Linked DNA regions of Mus musculus: region 1 is linked to region 2. Evidence: chromatin contacts called from public promoter capture Hi-C data. All regions are on one chromosome and are shown on one strand. Each heading gives the region's core, a stretch centred on a gene start, on an enhancer-like site or on the middle of the called end of the contact. The rest is flanking DNA. Distances are from core to core; before and after follow the strand shown. Region 1 overlaps Trim62 (tripartite motif-containing 62). Region 2 holds the start of Tmem54 (transmembrane protein 54).

What was found. Promoter capture Hi-C pulls out the DNA fragments that hold promoters and counts their contacts.
Region 1: a contact with region 2 is called in a promoter capture Hi-C map of trophoblast stem cells, with 7 times the contacts expected there. The contact joins the enhancer-like site here to the promoter of Tmem54 in region 2. A contact is called at or near these places in 23 of 39 promoter capture datasets (the 3T3-L1 cell line, 3T3-L1-derived adipocytes, the C10 cell line and 15 more), 3 of 15 datasets of contacts at CTCF or cohesin (the NIH/3T3 cell line, embryonic stem cells and large pre-B cells), 12 of 484 Hi-C or Micro-C datasets (B cells, the C2C12 cell line, the HL-1 cell line and 5 more), 13 of 115 datasets of contacts at active chromatin or transcription factors (craniofacial prominence, embryonic basal ganglia, embryonic forebrain and 7 more) and 4 of 9 other capture datasets (adipose tissue, embryonic stem cells, liver and 1 more).

Annotation. Positions count from the first base shown.
Region 1 is chr4:128,904,070-128,906,778 of GRCm38.p6, reverse strand. All of the region lies in intron 4 of Trim62 (tripartite motif-containing 62), which reads right to left. Among named protein-coding and RNA genes, the nearest start is that of Gm33901, 12 kb to the left of the region's middle. Within about 2 kb of position 1,363, at least 46 of the 459 cell types and tissues checked have an H3K27ac peak or open chromatin away from gene starts, as enhancers often do. A contact at or near this core is called in craniofacial prominence and trophoblast stem cells, where this site is marked.
Region 2 is chr4:129,104,100-129,106,799 of GRCm38.p6, reverse strand. It overlaps Tmem54 (transmembrane protein 54), which reads right to left and starts at 1,270. Exons shown (of 6, transcript NM_025452.4): 1 at 1,069-1,270. The coding sequence starts at 1,084.

The sequences.
Region 1 (2,709 bases), core at 114-2,613, 200 kb after region 2:
CTGTATTCTGTATTCTGTCAGTCCCTGGGCAGTTAGTCAGAACAAGAAAGGTCCTGTCCTGTGCAGTGTGAAGAACTCCCACAGTAAGAGGAAAGGCTAGAAGGATGTGTGAGTGTGTGTGTGTGTGTGTGAGTGTGTGTGTGTTTGTGTGTGTGTGTGTGTGTGTGTGTGTGTGTGTGTGTGTGTAAGAAACTAATTAGATACAGATGTTGCATCATTTACACTACAGACTGGGATCCGTTGGGGTGGAGTGGATGTGGGGATGCTTAGGGCTCCGGGGAAAACACCAGCAGTAGGGAATGGCAGGCTCCTATATCCCAGGTGCCTAGGAGGGTATAAGGAGATGGTAGTGGGGAGACCCCAGGGGTCAAGGAACAGTCAGGGGGATACTGGCAAGCAGCATGAAGACTCAGCCTGACTCTTTGTTTGTTTGTTTGGTTGGTTTGGTTTTTTTTTCGAGACAGGGTTTCTCTGTGTAGCCCTGGCTGTCCTGGAATTCACTCTGTAGACCAGGCTGGCCTCGAACTCAGAAATCCAACTGCCTCTGCCTCCCAAGTGCTGGGATTAAAGGTGTGCGCCACCACCCAGCTTCAGCCTGACTCTTAAGTCTGTGTAGGACATTGTGGGTCCCTTCCAGAGCCACTGCTGAGTGGGTCGGGCTCCTGGTGGTTCTGAGACCAGTGTGACAGTGAAGAGCATGTGGGCCGGGGAAAGCCTGACCCGGCTGAGTCCTGCGTAGAGGAGAGCAGAAAATTCATCCTCTGCGCCGCAGGTCCTGATTCTCCAGGGATGGGGCCAGCTCCTTGGGGCTGGGGCTGGGGCTGGGGCTGGGGCTGGGGGTGGGGCTGGGGCTGGGGCTGGGGCTGGGGGTGGGGCTGGGGCTGGGGCTGGGGCTGGGGGTGGGGCTGGGGCTGGGGGTGGGGCTGGGGCTGGGGCTGGGGCTGGGGGTGGGGCTGGGGCTGGGGCTGGGGCTGGGGCTGGGGCTGGGGCTGGGGCTGGGGCTGGGGCTGGGGCTGGGGCTAGGGCTAGGGCTGAGCCTGACAGTTTCCCTAGGATAGAGGCATGGCCTGACTCTGAGTGTCCTTTGCACTCCGGAGATTGTGAGGCTACAAGTTCTCCCATCTCGTCTTAACAGAGAGTCCTATCTCCAGAACTCGAAGGTCTCCCTGAAGCTGGCAGAGGCAGTGGCCTTCAGAGGGAGCAGTTAGGGACCTGAGAGGCACCCTGGCAGCTCCCCTTCCCGCTACTCCAGGTACCCTCTGGAGAGCGGCGAGACCCTGAGGAACCAAAGCCTTTCCCCAGGCTCGCTCAGGTCAGAGGTCACCTCTAGCTGTGACATTCCGACATTCATGATTTATAAACCAAAGGCTGGGCCCGAGGCCTGTCTCCTCTACAGGTATGTCCCGAGGCTCTCAAACCTCTCTAAGGCCTTGGGTCAGAAGGCACCCAGGAAGGGTCACAGATTTCCAGGCTCCATGAGAATGTTTTCTGTTCTTCAACTATCACCCAAGCAGCAGAGAAAGACTGCCCAGGCGCCCAGCGAGAAACACTCTTTGTTTTCCAGTATAGCAGGGGAATGATGGGACAGGAAATACGCTTGTTCCCCCCAAGCCCCCCACAAGCCAAGCCTTAGAAAAAGAAATCTGTTCCCACGGGCTTCCTCCCACTTCCCCAGGCCCTCTGCAGTCCCAGCTTCCCGTCACCGTCCCTGCACGGAATAGGCATGGCCCTACCGAGAGCACCACAGCAACCTGAGGTCACGATGGTTGCTGCCCTTTTTCAGAAGGGGAAACTGAGGCTCTCTGAAGTAAGTGGCTTGCTCAGATTCTACTTGGTGTGAAAAGTGAGTTGGAACACGAGCTGTGTCTTTCCATTCTGTGGCCCCGGAAAGTCTAACCAGCTTGGGGAAAAGTGTCCATGATACATAACAACAAAGAGTAAAACTTGCTTACTAAGTTACAAAGAAACCGGTTCACTCCCTTATCTACCCTGGCAACAACTGGGACCATCCCTAAGGTTTAGGTGGGAAAACTGAGGTTCAGCTGGGGGACAGCTTTGCCTTGGGTCACACAGTGGGGCGGGGAACAGTCTGGCACTCATAATGATTAAATCCAGATGAGGAGCAGTGGGGGAGAGGCCAGACAAGGCTGGGGAGGCTGAGGAGTGTCTGGTGTCCTTGGGACAATGAGCTGCCTGGCTCACTGGGAGTTTGCACCTGGGAGGAGGGGGAATTAGAATGGCTTGGCAGAGGGGCTGGTGGGTGAAGGGCTGGGGGACTGGGCAGGGGGCTGGAGGTGGTGAAGCGTGGAGGCTCCAGAGTAAAGGACAGGTGTTCGATGGGGTTCTCGGGTGATCTAATGGGCAGGTTGGGCTGGGAGGGGTAGGCAGGAAGCCACTAGAAGCCACAGTTACGTCCCTGGGGGAGGGAAAGCAGCTCTCCCATCTGGACATAAAAGGCTCTGGTGCTGAGCCAGAGTGACTTCATAGGTTCTGCAGACAAAGAAAGGGGCCCAGCCAACCGGGTCACTGTTGTCTGAAGTCCCAGGGGCATTGACTCAGGGCAGAATGCTCAGGTCACACACCTGTCCCCTCTGGTCCCTTTGCAGGCAGTGTTCTCAGGGCCTGTGGTCTCAACTGAGGCAATTTGGTTTTCAAAAGAAGTCTGACCATGGCCAGAGACACTTTGGGTTGCTGTAACAGAGGGGAAGG
Region 2 (2,700 bases), core at 21-2,520:
CTGGAAAGGCACGAGGAACTGGAATGGCCTTGTGAAGATGAACAGCTGGCCAAACAGGAAGAGGAATTGCAGCCTTGTTCCAGGGGCCTCCTGGGTCCCACCCTGTCCACCCACCCCATCCACCTACCCATCAGCCAGCCACTACTGGGCTTTGGCTGGGCTCAAGAAACAGCAGCATCTCTGGACCAAGGCTTTGGTCAGACAAGAAGGCTAGGGTTGCTTGCTTTAGTCAGAGCGCCCTAGGCTGGTTTTGGTTCTTCGTTCTCATGCTGGGAACACTGGGCAAGTGGCTGGTGTAGTGCTAAGCGTTTATTAGCAGACCGGAACTTCATCCTGGTCAAGAGGTGGGTGCAACGGTCTTCATTTTACCAAGGAGAAATAGGCATGGCTCGAAAGATGTGTGTGCTGGAGAGTGGGAACGGAACCCCTTAGATCCCAAACAGCAGAGTTTGCCCAGGGCGTGGGGGAGGGGCGCACCAGTCTACTCTGTCAAGATGCTGGCTGACTGGCCTTTCCCTCCAGCTTGGCTGGATGAGAGGAAGGTATGGAAATGGCATCTTTGTAATGCTAAGGAGCCGGGATCCTGGACCCTACATCCACATCCCCATCTCTTCATCTCTCAGCATCTCTTCCCCTACCGGCGGATCCCGAAGCCTATCTAGCCTTGCCCCTTAGAAAGGAAAATAGGGCCAGGAGCTGGGGGTGCCACTGGCCCCACCAAAACCAGGCTTACTCAGAGCTGGGCCTCAGTGCCACAAACCTGGAGCCCCCAGCTGCTGGTCGTGGCGGAAGGAGTTCTAAGTTCTAAGTTAGAGTGAGCTAAGTACTGAGCTCTGGGCTAGTCCCTGAGCCTCGAAATGTTTAGGCTGGTGTGTAGCTCAGTGGTAGAGCACTTGCATAAAGGAAATAAAACCCAGCCGCTTGTCACCCCGCTTCTAAGGAAACTTAGGCTTGAGAGGAAAGTGACCTGAAGCAGGCCAGTACGTGAAGCAGGGTTGGGTGAAGCAGGCGGCTTGACTTCGGGTTGGGGTCCCCCCAGGAGTGGGTCTCCCGTTTGCCCCAGCTCACCTATGCGCAGACACATGTTGATCCCGGCCAGTGGCCCCGCGCTGGTCTCAGCGGGGTCTCGCTTCCATCCTTCTCCTCCGCGGCCTGCGCTCCTCTTCCCGCCCAAGCAGGCTCCTGGCGGCTCCCTTCCCTGCACCCCTCAGTCGCCCAGCCCGGCGTCCTGCGCGCGTTGCCGAGGCCGGTCGGACCGGCTGGGCGACCCCGGGACTGTGCGGCTGAGTCACGGCCACGCCCCTGCTGCTGAGCCAGGCGCCCGGCGCCAGGCCGCCCTCGTTCCTCCTCGCACGCCCATTCCACCGATGGACATTGAGGCTCTAAGGGGTCTCCATCGGCCGTGCTGGGAGCTGGTGGTGTTAGCATGTGAGCGCGACCCCGGATGGTGGTGATGGTGGTGGTGGTGGTGGTGAACAAGACACGGGCACATGGGCCAGGATGGAAGCTGGGAGTGAGCAGGAGCAACCAGGGGTCTGCTTTTTTAATCTACTGTGTGACTTCAGAACAATCGCTTTCCCTCGCTGGGTCTTCCTTTTTCTGGCGGAGGTGCCTCCTGGTCTCAGTCAGGTCTTCCATGTTGAGCAAGGTGCTTTTCCTTTCGGTCTTGGCGGTGGTGGGGTGATCTGTTTGCTCCTTGGAAAATCAAGGGTAATAATTCTTGTTTCCTGATATAAGGAAATGCAGCTATTAAATAAATTAATAAATAGATAGATAAATAAATAAATTGTAGGGATCAATGAGATGGCTCAGCCAGTAAAGTCCCTTAACCCTATAACCCGATAGCCTGATAGCCCCAGTTCCATCCCTGGGACCCACATGGAAAGGAGAGAACCGACTCCTGAAAGTTGTCCTCCGATTTCCACTGGAGCAGAATATGGCACTGACATACTACAGCACAAACATCTCTCTCTCTCTCTCACACACACACAGAGGTACACACACAGAGGCACACACATACAGAGGGGCGCGCGCGCGCACACACACACACACACACACACACACACACACACACACACACACACACACGACAGAGCCTCACTATGTACTATGTAGTCCTAACTGTCCTGGAACTCACTGTATAGACCAGGCTGGTCTTGAACTCACAGAGATCCTAGAATGTCTATTGTGGGGGCTGCCGAGTTGGCATTGGGTTATATCAAGTGTTAGATGGACTCTTGCTTCGTGATAGTGTCCCTGATGCAGACACAAGTCCTGTCCTCCTCCTTTGGGTTCAGATAGCTGGACACTCACATAGGACCATTTAGCCAGAGTGGTGAATAAACAGGTGGAACGCTCCCAGCCACATCTCTGCCAAGTATTCTGCCTTGGCCAAAGCACAGCACCTCCCTGGACCACCGAGGTCTTTGCAGCAGGCGTAACTGGTCTATTCTGTACCAGATCTGTTCTGTAGCCCATCAGCATAGTCTCCATGGACGAGGCTGTCCTGATGTCTACAGGTTCTCAGAGCCTGGTGACTGTGTGCCTATAGTGTCACCTGTAGTGACACCTCCTGTGTGCCTTGTGTCACCTGGATCAGCACATTCAGCTTCTAGCAGCAGGGGAGGGAGCTGAAGCCCCGGTGCTGTGGGCAGGACAACCGCAGGTCAGGCAGGCAGCTCTGGTCATTCCCAGCGGGTT